Linked DNA regions of Anas platyrhynchos: region 2 is linked to region 1. A link is a contact called in public Hi-C data. All regions are on one chromosome and are shown on one strand. Each heading gives the region's core, a stretch centred on a gene start, on an enhancer-like site or on the middle of the called end of the contact. The rest is flanking DNA. Distances are from core to core; before and after follow the strand shown. Region 1 overlaps CD2AP (CD2 associated protein). Region 2 has its middle 12 kb from the start of CD2AP.

Region 1 (7,734 bases), core at 3,267-5,766:
ATGCCATTTATAAACATTCATTTCAGCCCAGCAAACTGTAGGCTCGTATTAAGATGTCTGAAGTAGTCTCCATCGTAATTTGGGAAAATATATAGCAGCAGCAAAATACATAAGGCATAAAAAGGTAACCTCTAACTAAGGGCAGCTGCATTACTAGGAAATACAAAGCTACTTCTGAATTTATTTAATTTTTTTGAAGACATGCACTGTTTCTGAAGTTCAATACTTCCTCAGACACCTATCAGCAGGCATATTTTACGTACCTGGACCTTTAACTGGAGGAGGAGGTTTCTTTGGCTTCTGTAAAATAAGTACATAAACAAAACAGATTATCAAAACACAGAAACACATTTGCTTTCTGTTTTGCATACGGTAGTGTCCATCTTATTCACAGCTCTTTTCAAAGCATTTCATAAATGGCAATCCCAGACAGGAAGCAAAGACATAGAACTGGAAAAATTCATCTGGTATTTCCCAGCCAACCTGCTAAAAAAAATGTGAACAAAATGCACAGTTTCTTCAAATCTCAGATCAGCATTTCAGCAGCAAGAGTACACAGAAGAGGTGCAAAAAAAAATTAAGAATTACTTCTTATCTAGTCCAAGGAATTGCTCCAGTCACACCCGTTTTAATTTCAGTAAGTAAACCCCAATCTTTGTTAGTACAACGGAAGTATCAAAAAGTAATCAGGTAAATTTTAAAATCAAAAAAGGTCACTTTCACTGAACAAGAGTTCTAAACTAAATATCATGAAAACTATTTAATTACGCAACAAGCACTTCATTTATATGAAAAACACTCGTCTGAGCTTCTTCGTCTTATACTGGAGAAAGATGCGTGAACTACTCCAGCCATTAAAAACTTGCAAAATATTAAGGTGTCACAGTTTGTATGTTGACAATAACCCTACTGTACTAGGCAGCCACTTATTGTTTTCCTTGATCTGTTAAAAATAAGTTTGAATTTCCCCCATCACAGGGTACGGCTTACCTCAAGGGACACATCTCAAACCACCTCACCTCCAGAGTCCAGCTAATGAAAATGCTCTAGAACACCCATCTAACGTGGTTGCACCAAGGACAATGCTCACTGATAAAACGGTCACAAAAGTCTACTAACCCTCAGATGTTTATAAAAACATTGCTGAAGTTGTATGGGCTCAGTCCAATGCACTCCCACTAAAGTACATGTGTTAACTTGACCATCTTTGGTACACACACTTGTCAGAACCAAAACATCATACTAATCTTGACAAAACATGGACTAAGAATTACAAGAACAAGGAGTACCACATAAAAATACGGATTTCTTTAAGTCAACACAAGAGATAATGGAGGAAAAAAAAAAGAAAAAAAAAAACTATTTCTAAATCCCATCCAAAGATTATACGCTGCAACCTACTGGCAGGTCATAACACAGAAAAATCCCAGTGAGTCCCCCAGGGGTTATTCAGTATTTTGTTCTTATATTTACTTAGAGAACAGAATAAAACAGAACTGACTGGTTGCTTCCTTTCAAAACATTTAGGGTTTAATTCAATCATCAGTTACACATATCACCACAGTATCAGAACTATATGTTTTTCTATATGACCTAATCAGCCTCTTTAATTACAGTTAATCTGAAAAGGCAGGTTTCAATTAAATATTTAAAAATAAGTTTAACCTTTAGACCTTCTTGGTTATAGCTACCTCGAGACAGAGTTAAAAGCTGACACAATTGTATTAATATTTGAAGCAGCAGTATGTGCTGAAGTCTTTTATTCCTTGCATTTCTGTCAATTCGTTTTTGTGACACTAGATGAAATATATAGGAACTTACAGGGAAGTCTTTATCATGTTCGTGTATTTGAACAGCAAAATTATCAGGGAAGACTCCTTCTTTACCATTGAGTTCTCCTCTCCACCAGCCTGGCTCTCCAGTATCCTAAAACAAACAATAGGATATTTCGATCAATCCTTATTTTTCCCAGAACAGATAGATTGAAAGTGCTGTTCCTGTAGCTGTTTCTCACAATATAATTGTTTTTCCAAAATATTGCATTACTTAGAAGAATACTTTAGCTACCTTAGCAAGGGGAAACAGCTAAAGATCAGACTATGTTTGGTCACTTTGTTTTCTAAAATACAGGATATGAAATTATATTTCCTCATTTATACAAGGCTAACATCTGCAAGTGGAAGAAAAGTACGTAAAACCAGCTATGATTCAATGCACAATATTTAACGTTCTCAACTTCCTCCACTAGATTTAATGTTCTCAACTTCCTCCACTAGAAACACATTCAGTAAATACTTTCTGTAGTTGGAATAACACACAATTCTACTACATAAAAGTGATTCTGATGCAACTGATCAGGCTCACTAGTCTGAAAAGCATGAAGAAAGAAGACAGAATACACTTCTGAGGAAAAAATAACCAAGTTAAGACATAAGGGGAAAAAAACAAATTATTAATTCTGTGACATAGAAATCCATCACATGATCTAACTAGATAGAAACTTTAGTTTGTTTATAACAGAAGTATGTGTGTTAACATCTGAAATTATTTAAATATTTTAGCAAATACTTTATTCAACCTAATAAACTCTCCTGTCTATATTCTACTTACGTGTGCATAACTTACAAAAGTTACAAGTTGTTAAAGTGGACTGAACATCTTACCTTAGTGATAATTTGAATAATCTCGCCTTCTTTAAAACTCAGTTCGTCATTTGTGCCTTCATAGGAAAATAATGTCCTGCAATATTCCTTGGCTGGAACAACACAGCATAATTACTACATTTGCATACCACGGGTAGTAAAATTCATAAAAGCTTACTTGTGCTATCCAAAAGGAGAGCTCAGAAATTAATACTGTAATCACCCTTCCCTTCCAGACCAGCCATCTGATGCTGCTCTACAAAGTGTTCACTGTGTCATTCACATCATGAGCAAATCAAGTTCGTAGCAATATTTACAGAGAACGGGAGATAAATCCTCATGGAGTCAGGGGGATAATGCCCTAAAATATTTTTATCCAACAGACCGCTCACTTAAAATTGTAACGGCTTATCTGACATATCTAATCCCCACTGCCTTCAGTTCTGCTGCTTTAGACGAAAGACTGATTCATGATTTTTATTGCAAGTTTATATGAGATTTTTATAATAAGCCTAATTAAATATACATAATTGTTTCATGGTGACTTAAAATTACAGGAACTTCAAATACCCAAGCAGCACATTTGCTGAAATTCTGCAATGAGAACAAGTAATTGAAGCAAAGGAAATCCTTGGATATAACCACTTGAAACCACAGCTCAACTGAATGACTAAACTGACAGTCACAGCCCCTTTTGTAAAAGCAGAAAGAATAATTCCTGTCTTTCTACTTGGTATAGGGCAATAAGAATACCATCATGCGGCCACAACATACCAGGACTTGGACAACACACACAGGTGAGCAGCAGCATACACCCCTGCTTAGGCGGCAGCACAACCCTAAGCCATCTCCTGCACACAGCCCGATTCTGTAACAAGGCACGCATTTCCTTGCTGCTGGGAGAGTCGGCCAGCACCACTGTACTACGCAAACCTTTGCTTCTTTCCTTCTCCATGCACTTCTCCTCCTGCCCTGGATACACACCAAGTCCCACAGCACACAAAAACCATGTCAGGAAGGACTTTCCTCTGCAGCAGCTGCACAGAAGGCAGGAGGCAGCAAGTGCTGAAACCCTGCAGGCTGCATCTTTCTGCCCATCCAGGTGGTCAGCTCCACCCAAAAAATCCACCCACCTTCATTAAGAGCACGTACAATTTGCCACTTCACCGTCTTACTTTGTGAGCCTGATATTCTCTAAGTCATGGAGATAAAGAAGTCCAGTTTCACTTTCTAACGCTTTCATATGGTGCTTACAAAGTAATAAATCTGAACTTTGAACTACCTTTTATTAAAACATTTACTAAGTTTTCTCCTTTCCAAGAACTCAGGGATGACCGTGCAGTAGCAGGAATCACAGATAATGTCCTCTGACATAAAGGGGGAAGGAGAAATCACCAAGTGGAGATTTCTATTTTATTTTTTAAACAAAATATTTTACATATTTGCACCAGAGGCCAAAACAAGCTTCCCAGAAATAGCTAAGGCACACAAGTCTAAATATTTTAGGAGACCTCTGTTGTTAACATACTGAACACAGATTATTTTAAACTCTCTCAAAACTGACGATGCATAAACTGTGCAGTCTGTATTAAAATAAAAACATTAAGAAAGAAAACCTAGCTCTTTCAAAAGTTACAAGATACTTTCAAATTATTTCTATAGGTATTATCTACTAATAATCTCCTACAATATTTATCTGGGCAGCAGAGACTCAGCATGACTAACCGGATTAGTCCAATTTCTATACTTGTAGCATGAAATGCACTTGAAATTATGAAAGGAGCAACGTACTGAATGCTTTGAATGTTTGGTATTGAACACCCAGATTTTTCAGACAGACTTGGGTTAATTTTTATGCAAAGTTTAAGACAAGCCAAATTTCGCAATGCTCTGGGCTGCACACTGTCTTGCTGGCTCTGCAGGAAGTGCACTTCCAGCAATAGCACTGGAACGGGTTAAAAGCTGAAAATTTTAATCTACTAAAAGTAAAATCCCTAATAGACTTCAAAATCAGGATAAAGTCCAAGTGAGCATCGATTTCCATGAAATGTATCATACACAAACTTATTTCGATATATGCTTTGGAATGGCAAAACTGAAGTGTTAAGTACTCTTACCCCCACTACATTAAACACTCCTAAACAGTAATCAGCTGTTTATAAACATGGCCATGCATACATCTATCCCACGAAATACAGCAACATGGCTCAAGTGGCACAGATGTCCTATTTGCTGTTAGAACTCTGCCAAAACCCTGGTTTGGCTGTACAAACCCACCGTTTCAAGTGCGCTGCTCTGCTAGATTACACAACCCCTAAAGACAGGCGAAAAGCCAGCTGTTTGTTGAAGTTTTCGTAATTCTGCAAATGATGCATTCCATGTAAAATAACCCATTTATGCAAAAATAACTGATTTCTACATAAAAGAAAAGTACACTTGGAATTCCAATACAGGAGCTGAAAAGCATTGTCCCTGGAACTAGGCAAAATGAGCTGTCAACACATCACAATTTTTTTATGGGGTTGGTACTCCCAAAAGAAGTTTTGAGTTGACTTTAAAAAAAAAAAAAAAAAAAAAGTAGCTCTCTAAATAAAGCTAGGCAATTTAGTAGTTAAACAAAGTCATAAATTCTCAGAGAAAAAAATCTTTTTTCTTTTTTATTACTGTAAATGGAACCAGGCTACCTGGAGAATAGACTTCAAGGGAACAACAACTTTCTGATGCAAGAAACCCGGCATACAACCATGGACAGCACACACACGAGCAACTCCAGAGTAAACACAGCATCATTCCTATCACCCAGGAACAGAAACCAAGCTGGGGGGCTGCTCTGCAACAACAGATTTCCAGCATCCCAGATGGCCACTAAAAGCTAGGCAGAATGAAAGCCAGCTTAAGCACGTCAACACAAATTAACACAAACTTAATACCGCTGCCTTATTTGCTTCTGCGAGACAACCCTACAACTGATTTCTCACTGAAATGCAAACAAAAACTCCTTCAGACACTTTTGCATTTGAATAACTTCTCAAAGGTAAAGAACATTATGCACAAAAAGCAGTATACACAGAAGTATAATGCCAACAAGGGGAAAACAGATCACTTTTGACAACCAAATACTTCTTCACCAAAGACTATCAAGCAACAGATGCACATTTCCATTAGCCTTACCTTTTGGTTTACTTTCACCTTCTGATTTTGCTCCTTCTGACGAGTTTTCCATTTTTGTTACGCAAGGAAAATGAATTGGCTTTGATCCAGGGGGATGGTGAGGTGAGGACTACAGAAACGAAAGAGACCTTTGTTAACAGAAACTCATGTTTTCAGTAGCTGAGATGATGTGAAATTATCTCCAAGAGATTCACTGCGTTTTTCTTTTAAGTACTTAATTTACTGCAGTTACTTCATTATGGCCACCACAACAAGAATTTTGTCTACTGACCGAAGGCAAAGCACACTGCTTTATATCTGGCAATGTCCAGCTCAATTTTTGCAATCATATTTCAATCTTCCCAAGCGTTACTGTTCCATTACTCTGAAATTGCCTTCTCTGGCACAGAAGTGGTCATTGAACAGCTCTGCTGAAAGTAACTCTGACCATAGTTACTTGGCACTGGAATGACACAGGAATATTCAGTGACCATAAACCATCTCAGCTGAAGAGGTAATCAGTTTTTCATTACTTAGGCAAACATAAAAGCATGTGAAAGCCTGTCCCAGCTTCCCTTCGCTCTTGAAGATTCAAACAGAACAGAACCCAAAAAGACATTTGCTCCTACACAAAAAAAAAACACAGAGGCATCACAACTGGTATGAAGTTTCAGAGTTAACACCTAACCAAAATAATTGTTCCAGTTTTCATTTCCAGACATTTACTGAGCTGTCAGGAAGACTGCGACAGCATCAGCTGCATTCTTTTCTTCACAGTCATAAGAGCTACAAACATTAGTCAGTGCTTACCTGAGCAACCCTAGCAGTGTTACTGACGAGAAAAATCCCATTGCTTTTACTTATTCTGTTCATTTCCCTTTATAACTAGACTTTGCAGACCTACTGATGCCACAGAAACCAGCCTGAGTCTCTTTAAGAACAGATGGTGTCTGTGGGCTGGTGTTTGGTACCTCTGACATACCATAGAGGAAGCTATGGTCATTTGTGATGTTCTCAGAGTGCATATGCAATTTAATTCACTCCAAAACATAAAGGAAGCCCTAAAATAACCCACCTAGGAGATTAAAGAAGGTCAGTATGGAAAGTTTTCTACGTTCTCCCCTTCCAAAAAAAGGATGCAATTAGTGTGAGAGGAAGTTTAGGCAGACAGGGTATAAATAACCTGAACCCATGCAGGATGCTGGAGCTGACTGAAATCTATCTTACAAAAGCAAATAAACATTTGAATTGCTCACAAGTCTAAGTGCTCAGTCTTCCTGTGCTGAGCAGTCCTTGAATTCCCATAGGGGAAAAACAAAAAAGCCCTCTCTTCTCTAGAGCTTCCTGAGGACAGCTTTTATTTCTTTACTAGCTTAAGGACAGAGAATGCCCTTCCAGCATCCCTCCACTTAAATCCAAAGTGAGTTGAGCATGTACCTAAAGAAACTGTTTTAGCAAAACCTTCATAAGAATTTTCCCCATAGGGCTCTTTGTGCTATTCTCTAAGCCTATCTGCCTTTGGGATGACTTTGGCAATAAGCATAAGTGAAATATTAAATGCAAACCTCAACTGTTTATTTCATTGTCTTCAAACTACGAGAAGTTTGTTTTCTCACTTCATTTCCCATCTTGCTGAGAAGCTGCCTACAACAACTAAGCAGACTGGCCAACAAACCAAATACAGCACCAACATATCTTAGTATTTCTGCACAAAGAACAGTTCAAAACGACTGAGCAGGCTTCCTATCAACTCAGTGTATTTTAGGCAGGATCTTACCACTCCCAAGTTATAAGCTGGAAAGTGAGGAAGCATGCCTTTGGACAAGCAATCTTATAACAAGAAGGCAAATTGAGAAAGCTAGCTCCTAAAAGCCTCCTCTAACAGCAGTCACACAACAATGTAGTGGCTCCCATGGATTCCTGTACTGAGGTATAAACCTGG
Region 2 (7,734 bases), core at 2,546-5,045, 65 kb after region 1:
CAGGATCGGTCTGATATAAGGACAGACGGTAATGTAGGATTGGCCAGAGGCAATTTCCCATCTCAGAGGGCCATTTTCGACATCAGTTGATCAGATCTCTCCCTTGTAGGAAATCAGAATTACCAAACTTACTCTTGTTCCTGCTTGGAATTACAGCAATGCTTGTAAGGAACATTCTCGAAAACACGTGCTTCTGGAAAAAAAAAAATGTTTCAAACATCCTATGTTTTTCTATCAATGCTGAAATTTGTCTCATGGCATGGGTTATATTAGAGCTGGTGGTCAAATGGAAACAGGAACACGAAATCCACTCTTGTTATAATGGTCAGAAAAGTGCTAATATCTATGCATAATTTTCAGAAAAGTGCAGCACATTGTCCTTCGTGTACCCAGCCATTTCAGTCACTGACGGGAATATTGTTTTTAATTTTGATACACAGTAAAGAAAGCCTCGTTTCACCTGATTTTAACTGTATCCTTTGGGGCTATTCTGCTCATGCGGTTTCATTTGATAATCGGTGGAAAGGAAGAAGCAGGCACTGATAGGAAACACTTCACTGGATCCTAAAACAAGTGCCTAAAACATGAGTGATACATTGTCCTGGAGAGGTGCCATTGTCTCTCTGGCAGTTGTATAGGGAACCAACACAACTAGCTCAGACTTCAATGACTAAAGTTTGATAAAAAGAATGCCATTATTAGAATAGATGGATACATATTCCTCTTACGTCATCTGTGGATTATTTTTTCCTTTAAGTTCTGCTATTAAAATATTTTCAGTGCAAACAAAATTAGTACTGCATTTTGGACAATTTAGACTTAGATTTAGTTCAAGTTTTTGGAGATTGCTTCATGTACCCAGAAGTGAGACAAGACCTAGACACAGCTGCTTAAAGAGGAAGTCTTAAAGTGGAAAGAACATGATAAAGTACTGGCCTAATCCAACCACTCTCGTACTATTTTAAGCCTCTTGTTGTGACAGTGGATAGTTTGAAGTGCAAGGTCCTGCATTTAAGCCAATGGTGGGAATTTACTAATTTGAAATAATAAATAGTGAGAAGAAAAATCTGAGAGATGTGATTGGTATACCCACTAATATAATGCAGCCACCAAAATGACAAATATGGTTTATGTACAGTCGATGTACAGCTGATGTTTTTCTTTATACTTCATGGGCTTCTCTATCACATTAGCCTTTGACAAATGAATCCAAATACTCAGGAGTGACTGCAATATAGCACAAAGATGCCTGAGCAACCATAACATTACCAAATCTGAGTACTGGGGGCAGCAGTGTAAAAATGAGAATGAGCTAGATAACTCTGCAGTCCCCAATGGTTTATCATCATCCCACTTTCACCCTGTTCTTCTCCTTTTCAGGAAGGACAGTCTTCAGTCTGTCAGAAGGGCATCCCTAAAGAGGCAGGTAGAGATGCAGACCAGTGTTAAGGAGTGAAACTCTTCTTCCCTAAAGAAGAAAAATAAATAAATAAAATAAATAAAGAACTGAAATCTTGTATCAGCTTTGGCTGTATTCCCATGATATGAAGCAGGTGAGTTACCACCCCAGCTCAGAAGAAATGCTTGAACAGTGCTGTTTGACAGCTGCTGATTAACCTGTGTGGTCTAGCAGCAAAGTGATAGGTGCCATACAGAAGCCAGACACTTGAACTGTCACCACTTGTGCAGGCTGGTGGCCTGGAGTATCTGTTTCTGCCAATCCAGCATCTGTCAGTAGCATGTAGTTCATAGAGGAAACAAAGGGAAGTCCCAGTGACACATCGTCCAGCTGCAGTCCCAAAGAAGTGTCACAGGAGGGCAAGAGAATGCCTCTTCTGTAATGAAAGAGTGGGTATGATTACAAGGCACATAAAATATGCACAGGGTTGAATTTCACCTCTACCACAGACAGCAGACACTGAATATATATATGGAACTGAAGGAAGCTCTGGAGTTCTGCTCTGCAAGTCCCGTGAAGAAAGCAGTAGTAGGATAAGTGCCATGGCTGCATGTCACAGCACTGTAGCTTCATTAGAAATGATGATGCATTAGATGTAGTAATCTCTTTCTTTTCCACTCCCAGGCTGTGTTTGCTATCTCCAGGGAGGGAGATAGGAAAAACACGAGCCGTGATGTCATTTTTATGTGATAACTTCTTGTCTTAGAACAGGAGAAGCTCCTTGTTCCTTCCATTTTCTTATCTCTGTAATTACAACAGCACTGCCTTATACAGTCTACCATTTCTTACTCCTGAACTTTACCTCTATGTCTCTTGTCATGTGTTTGTTGTTTTTGTAAACAGAGCTTCTTCTCTGTCCGCCCATGCCAATTTCTCTCCTCCTCTTCATTTCCACATACACTATTTGATTTTGTTTAAATTGTGTAATCATTTTATTAACTCCATGAAACCATTCAAAGGGATCAGTTTGCCAAAGAGATGGCATTGAATCCACAGGATTGTTCTGTGTGTCTTGCTTATTTGTAGGGGATGGCTATAACCTTTGTAAAATGTCCTAAGTTGTTAGTTGGTTTTGAAGGACTGGTTATGTTCCTCTTGCTTTAAAAACCCACTGAAGTCATTTCCCTGAAGAGTTTATAACAGTCACAAATATAGCTTAGTAGCCTCTTGTTTTGGCCACCTAACTGGTTACTTTATAAATCACCTGGTTTTCATATCATAACTTCAGCAGCCTACTTCAGATATTGCAGATATTGGATCTAATCACTGCAGTAGGGGGGCAGTACTAGAGTAGAAGGGTGGAAAATCCATGGTCTGGGAAGGGAAAGGAGCTCCAGGCACAAAGAGAAACCTGTGAGAAGATGAAAAGACAGGTCAGAAGGAGGAGAAGAAGCTGGTGAGGAGTTATAGCCGATACAGCAAGCACAAGGGGGGCAAACAAATGCCTTTTCCAGGAAATGAGCACAAGAATTCAAGAGGAAACTTACCCCACACGTGGTCTTTGTACCAGTTAGATCTGACATAAGCCACTGATCTATAACCCTGATGCATGAGGCTTAAGGAAGAAGGGGAACCCTGTTTCCTTGCTGTGAAATCAGATAGGAAGACTTTAAATTGTTTGACTTTGTTGATTGTTTGACTTTGGGAAAGGTACGCCCAGTTATTACATACCATTCTGTTTTTCTTTTCTTCTCCACCTTTAATGAATTACTATCTCCTTCAACGCTGCAATTCATTATTGTGATAGGAAAGGAATTTTTTCCAGGTGTCTGGGCTGGAGCTCAAACTGAGCCTCAGAGATCTTAGGCCACTTAGGTCATTCCAGAAGCACCGCAGAAAAGCTCATAATACTTTTATACCTTATATTTACTTGGCTGTAGGCAAAAGGCTGTGCTAAACCCCATGAAAGCAACACCTGTCCCCACAAAACTTTGCATCCAAACACTGGGAAATGGCATGGGGCAGCAATTCTTTATTCCAAGAAGTACAACAAACCAGTCCTAATGCAGCCCCAGGTACAGAACTCAAAGGAGTTTATGTAAAAGAGGGAACCAGCTGCAGACATAGTTTAGAAAAGCAGAGGAGTTTAGCCCAGTAAGATCTAGAGGTTGTAATTTCCTCCTTCAAAACACAAAACAACAGCCCCAGAGTGTAGTTTATCTGCAAACTCTAGTAACGCTATTTCCCTGTGACAGTGCATATCATTGTTACACTGACAAAGTTTCTTTTGTGCCCCTGTGCTTTTTCTACAACAGATATTTATAGAAATCATAGGCGCAAAGCTGCCAAAAGCACTTCCTGCAAATTACGTAATTTGCCTATCTCCCTTCCAGTATCACGAGGACCTACTCACACGCTTCCCATTCCTTTTGAGACCTTTATTTAACGAGTTAGAAGAGCTCTGTTACCATACGCTGCACATGTGCTCAAAGAAAACATTGCAGAGACTAATGGGCAGAGAGTAATTAAAATGATGATTGTAATCAATTCACATCATCAAGAGTGTTTTTTGTTTGTTTGTTTGTTTTTTGTTTGTTTGTTTGTTTTCAGATCTTTAAAATGTTTTCTTGTACAGGTTTGTCTCCTGACGATGTCCCTAGCATGCATGTTCTGTGCTATAGGTTTGTCACAGGGCAGAAGTGTATGTGACTGTAGCTTCTCTTTATCAAAATGGTTTATGCACCCACCCCATTCAACATTTTCACAGTAAAGCAGTGGTGCAGTTTTCCCATTTAGGTCTTGGTTACGTTCACCCTTATTGATGAGGCAAAGCAGCCAGAAGGCCTGGGTGTATTCCCAGAAAAATTTGGTAGCTCAGAATACACATCACTCTGAAATAAAAATAATTTGCCTGAGTGAATTTTATATCCAACTAAGCATAAAATTTCTGATTATAATATTCAAGAGGAAAACCTGTGAGATAAAAAGTTGTTCTAATCTGCATTGTAGTTATTATGAAAACATCCACTCATTTTAGTGGGAATGGGTTTAGCCCTTAAGTGTGCACATTGTCTGGAGTCCAAAGGAAATTAAGATACAAGCAAAAGGTAAAAAAAAATATGTGGAGAGCATGTTATGTAGTAAACAATCCCAGGAGCTCCTGCTGTGCCCTTTTCTTGCCTGCCTTTGATGTTGGATCTTCCATTTTATTTGTACAGACTTGATCCCACTGCCATTGAATTCAGTGGGAAAACTTCTTATTGACTTTGATCTTGCAAGAACGGACTTTATATTCTTACATGGCCTTTTGGAAGCAGTTTGATAGTTCTGTTGTGTGATAGGATTCTTGAGGCTCTCCCAGTGAAGGAAGAAAACAGAACCAGGACCGTGTTACTTGTGCTGGCTTTCTGCTCCAGGTAGGTGCAGGAACAGGAGGGGAGCTGCATTCCCATTTCCCTTCTGATGTCCTTTCTCCTCCTTCCACCAAAATGCCAAAAAAGATTAGAATAATGGTGGCTTTAACACATCCCACATTCTGCCAGCCTGCAGCCTACTCTGCCTGGTCCCGAGTCCCCTTTGGGAGTCTGGGTCTCCCACAGGAGGATGTTAATGTGAGAGAGGAACCCAAAATCACACTGGCCCACATATTTAACAGGGTCACAGAGTATGGTAGTAGCACAGTATTTTTGATGGGGAAAGGGATAGTGCCTCACAAAGTTCAGGCAATATCACCCATTGCACATATAAGGCAGCATCCTGCCACTTTGCAAAGATGTGATATTACTTCTTGTGCAGATAGCCACAGAGAGAAGATATGACACGTGATTTGCAATTTGTAATTGCTAGATAAGAAACTTGTCACCATTCCTCCCCCAGGAAAGGAAGAAAAAAACCTTCAGCCTGAGAAAAAAAAAAAAAAATCTTATTTTTTCCAGCTCACACGATCCTCAGCTCTCACTCAGAAAAGAACAATCTCCCTTGAATTTGGTGGACAGTGGTGGCCTAAAGGGGTGGTCTCCCCAAAATGAGCCATCACATCACCATCATTAGAGCCCAGGATGGTGATTAACTGAGGACTGGGTCCTGCTGAGGCCACTCACAAAAGCTAAGTGAGATTTGGCCCTAATCTGTCCAGCTCCTTCCTGAGTGAGGTTTACAGAGCTATAGCAAGTACCTAGAAGTGCCAGCGGAGTCTGGTGTGTCCCAGCCCCAGCTGTGGCTGCTGCCATCGCTGCCCCACAGTGGACACAAAGCTGTTAAAAACATCCAGTTGTGGCTTTGGGACTTTCTAGCAACATTCTAATATTGCTTCTTCTAATTGCCTTCTAATTTAATTTGCATTCTAATTTAATTATTTAGTTTGCCTTCTAATTTTTTTGGAACCGAGGTGATTTCCCAGCACAAATATTCTGAGCTTGAAGCCTCTCCCTTAATTCCTCTTTTGTTAATTCATTATCAAGTTAGGGTGTTTTTTGTAGCAGATGAAGCACCTTACATTCACAACTGCACAACACCAATTTAAAAACAGGAAGAAGAAATGTGATAGCCTGAATACAGGGTGTCTGCTTGGAGAATAAACATGTCTCCAGTGTTAGCTCAGCTATTAAAACAAACTAATAATTGCTTCCAGAGATAAAATATTTGCAAGCTATTATTCCAGCACTGTTTCATTAAAGAGAAGGAAACACAGCTGTTTCTGGAGCAGGCAGATGGCAATGGAGAAAGTTGTGCTCCATAATCAGGTTTCAAGAACTGTCAGGTACCTGCTTCCCCTCTGACAGCTCAATATGAAAACCACATCGGCTGAGCATTCATCTATGCTGCTATATCCCAAGCCATCATCCAGACAGGGGTGTGATGTAATTGGGTAATTAATTTCTGACAAACACCCTGCTTCTGCCTCTGGAAGCGAATAACCTGGAGAGACACAGAGTGTCTTGGATGGAGGGCACAAGCTTGCAAGTTATTTAAGGGTTTGAATATTGTGCCTTCTCTAAGAGCAGCTGAAGGGGTGGGACAGTGTCTGCTAGCTCATGTCCTTACACAGGGCCTTGGTACTTCTTGAAAGTGGTTGCTTCTCTTCAAAGCACCTGGTCCTGCAGCTGCTAAATTACAGCCAGTGGAGCTGCTTCACCCCAGAGTGTGTCCTCAGCTGGGGACTATCTGAAGATAGAAGTTAGCACATTGCTTTCTAGAGACTTCTCTAGGATTACACAATACAACATATTACTGACCCTTGCTGTCTACAGAAACAGCCCTCGTATACAGCAGCATTTCCAGTCATAGTTTTAGTCCAGCTTCTCCTGTCCTCAACATAATTTGGAACAATTTTGCACTAAAAATAACCTGGCAGGAAAAAAATAACCAAAACAAAGAACTCATAAATCTACATAATTTCCCTCCCAAGGGATAGTAATATTTGATATGGCAACAGGCCGTAGCAGTCAATTGCCTCACATGTACACTGCCCACATATCACATCAAAAGGGCACTTGTGTTCACAGTGGCACAATCGAAAGTTGCCTACCAGAGCTCCATGCCAGAGCAAGCTGGGCAAAAGTTACATTTTAAAAAAAAGCAGATTCGTGGACCTGAAGGGGACAGCAGAAGCATGCGGCCTGCTTCTCCATGTTTCACGTTTTCAGCGGTAACCTGGTGCATGTGATCCCAGGATTACTCATACACTTCACAGTAAACACTTGTCTGGATTATACCTCTAGGCACCTAATTTTTCACCAAGAGCTTATTTGGAAAATAAGCAACCTTGGCAGGGCCAATTCTCTACATCCATGTAACATAATGACAATGTTGTGTTCCCCTTAGGACACAGCCAAAGGCAACATCTGCCTTTTGTAAGAGCCCCACTGCCCAGATCTCATGCCCAAAAGGAATATGTCATATTCCAGGTGCAGCTTTTCCCTGAAATGCTCTGAATTCCCACCGTACCTTGCCCTGAAGTAGATCATCTCAACAGAGACTCCTCCACCAGCTCTGTTAAACTAAGGCCCTGATGGACACATGTCTGCACCATGTATGCATCTGGCAAGACAACAGGCAGATGGATATATATAGAGAGAGAATCATAGGATCATTCAGGTTAGAAAAGACTTTCAAGATCACCTGGTCCAACCACCCCCCTACCACCAATGTCAGCCACTAAATCATGTCCCTAAGCACCATGTCCAACCTCTCCTTGAACACCCCCAGGGACGGTGACTACACCACCTCCCTGGGCAACCTGTCCCAATGCCTGACTGCTCTTTCTGAGCAGAAATGTCTCCTCATTTCCAACCTGAACCTCCCCTGGCACAACTTGAGGCCATTCCCTCTAGTCC

What was found. A called contact is a pair of places that touch in the nucleus more often than the background predicts.
Region 2: a contact with region 1 is called in a Hi-C map of subcutaneous adipose tissue, with 2.1 times the contacts expected there. The contact joins two enhancer-like sites. A contact is called at or near these places in 3 of 8 Hi-C or Micro-C datasets (F1 follicle, skeletal muscle and subcutaneous adipose tissue).

What each region holds. Positions count from the first base shown.
Region 1 is chr3:114,451,000-114,458,733 of IASCAAS_PekinDuck_T2T, forward strand. It overlaps CD2AP (CD2 associated protein), which reads right to left. Exons shown (of 18, transcript XM_027455325.3): 7 at 5,814-5,922; 8 at 2,664-2,755; 9 at 1,822-1,926; 10 at 264-300. Among named protein-coding and RNA genes, the nearest start is that of CD2AP, 54 kb to the right of the region's middle. Within about 2 kb of position 4,517, at least 2 of the 8 cell types and tissues checked have an H3K27ac peak or open chromatin away from gene starts, as enhancers often do. A contact at or near this core is called in subcutaneous adipose tissue, where this site is marked.
Region 2 is chr3:114,516,971-114,524,704 of IASCAAS_PekinDuck_T2T, forward strand. No RefSeq gene overlaps it. Among named protein-coding and RNA genes, the nearest start is that of CD2AP, 12 kb to the left of the region's middle. Within about 2 kb of position 3,796, at least 3 of the 8 cell types and tissues checked have an H3K27ac peak or open chromatin away from gene starts, as enhancers often do. A contact at or near this core is called in subcutaneous adipose tissue, where this site is marked.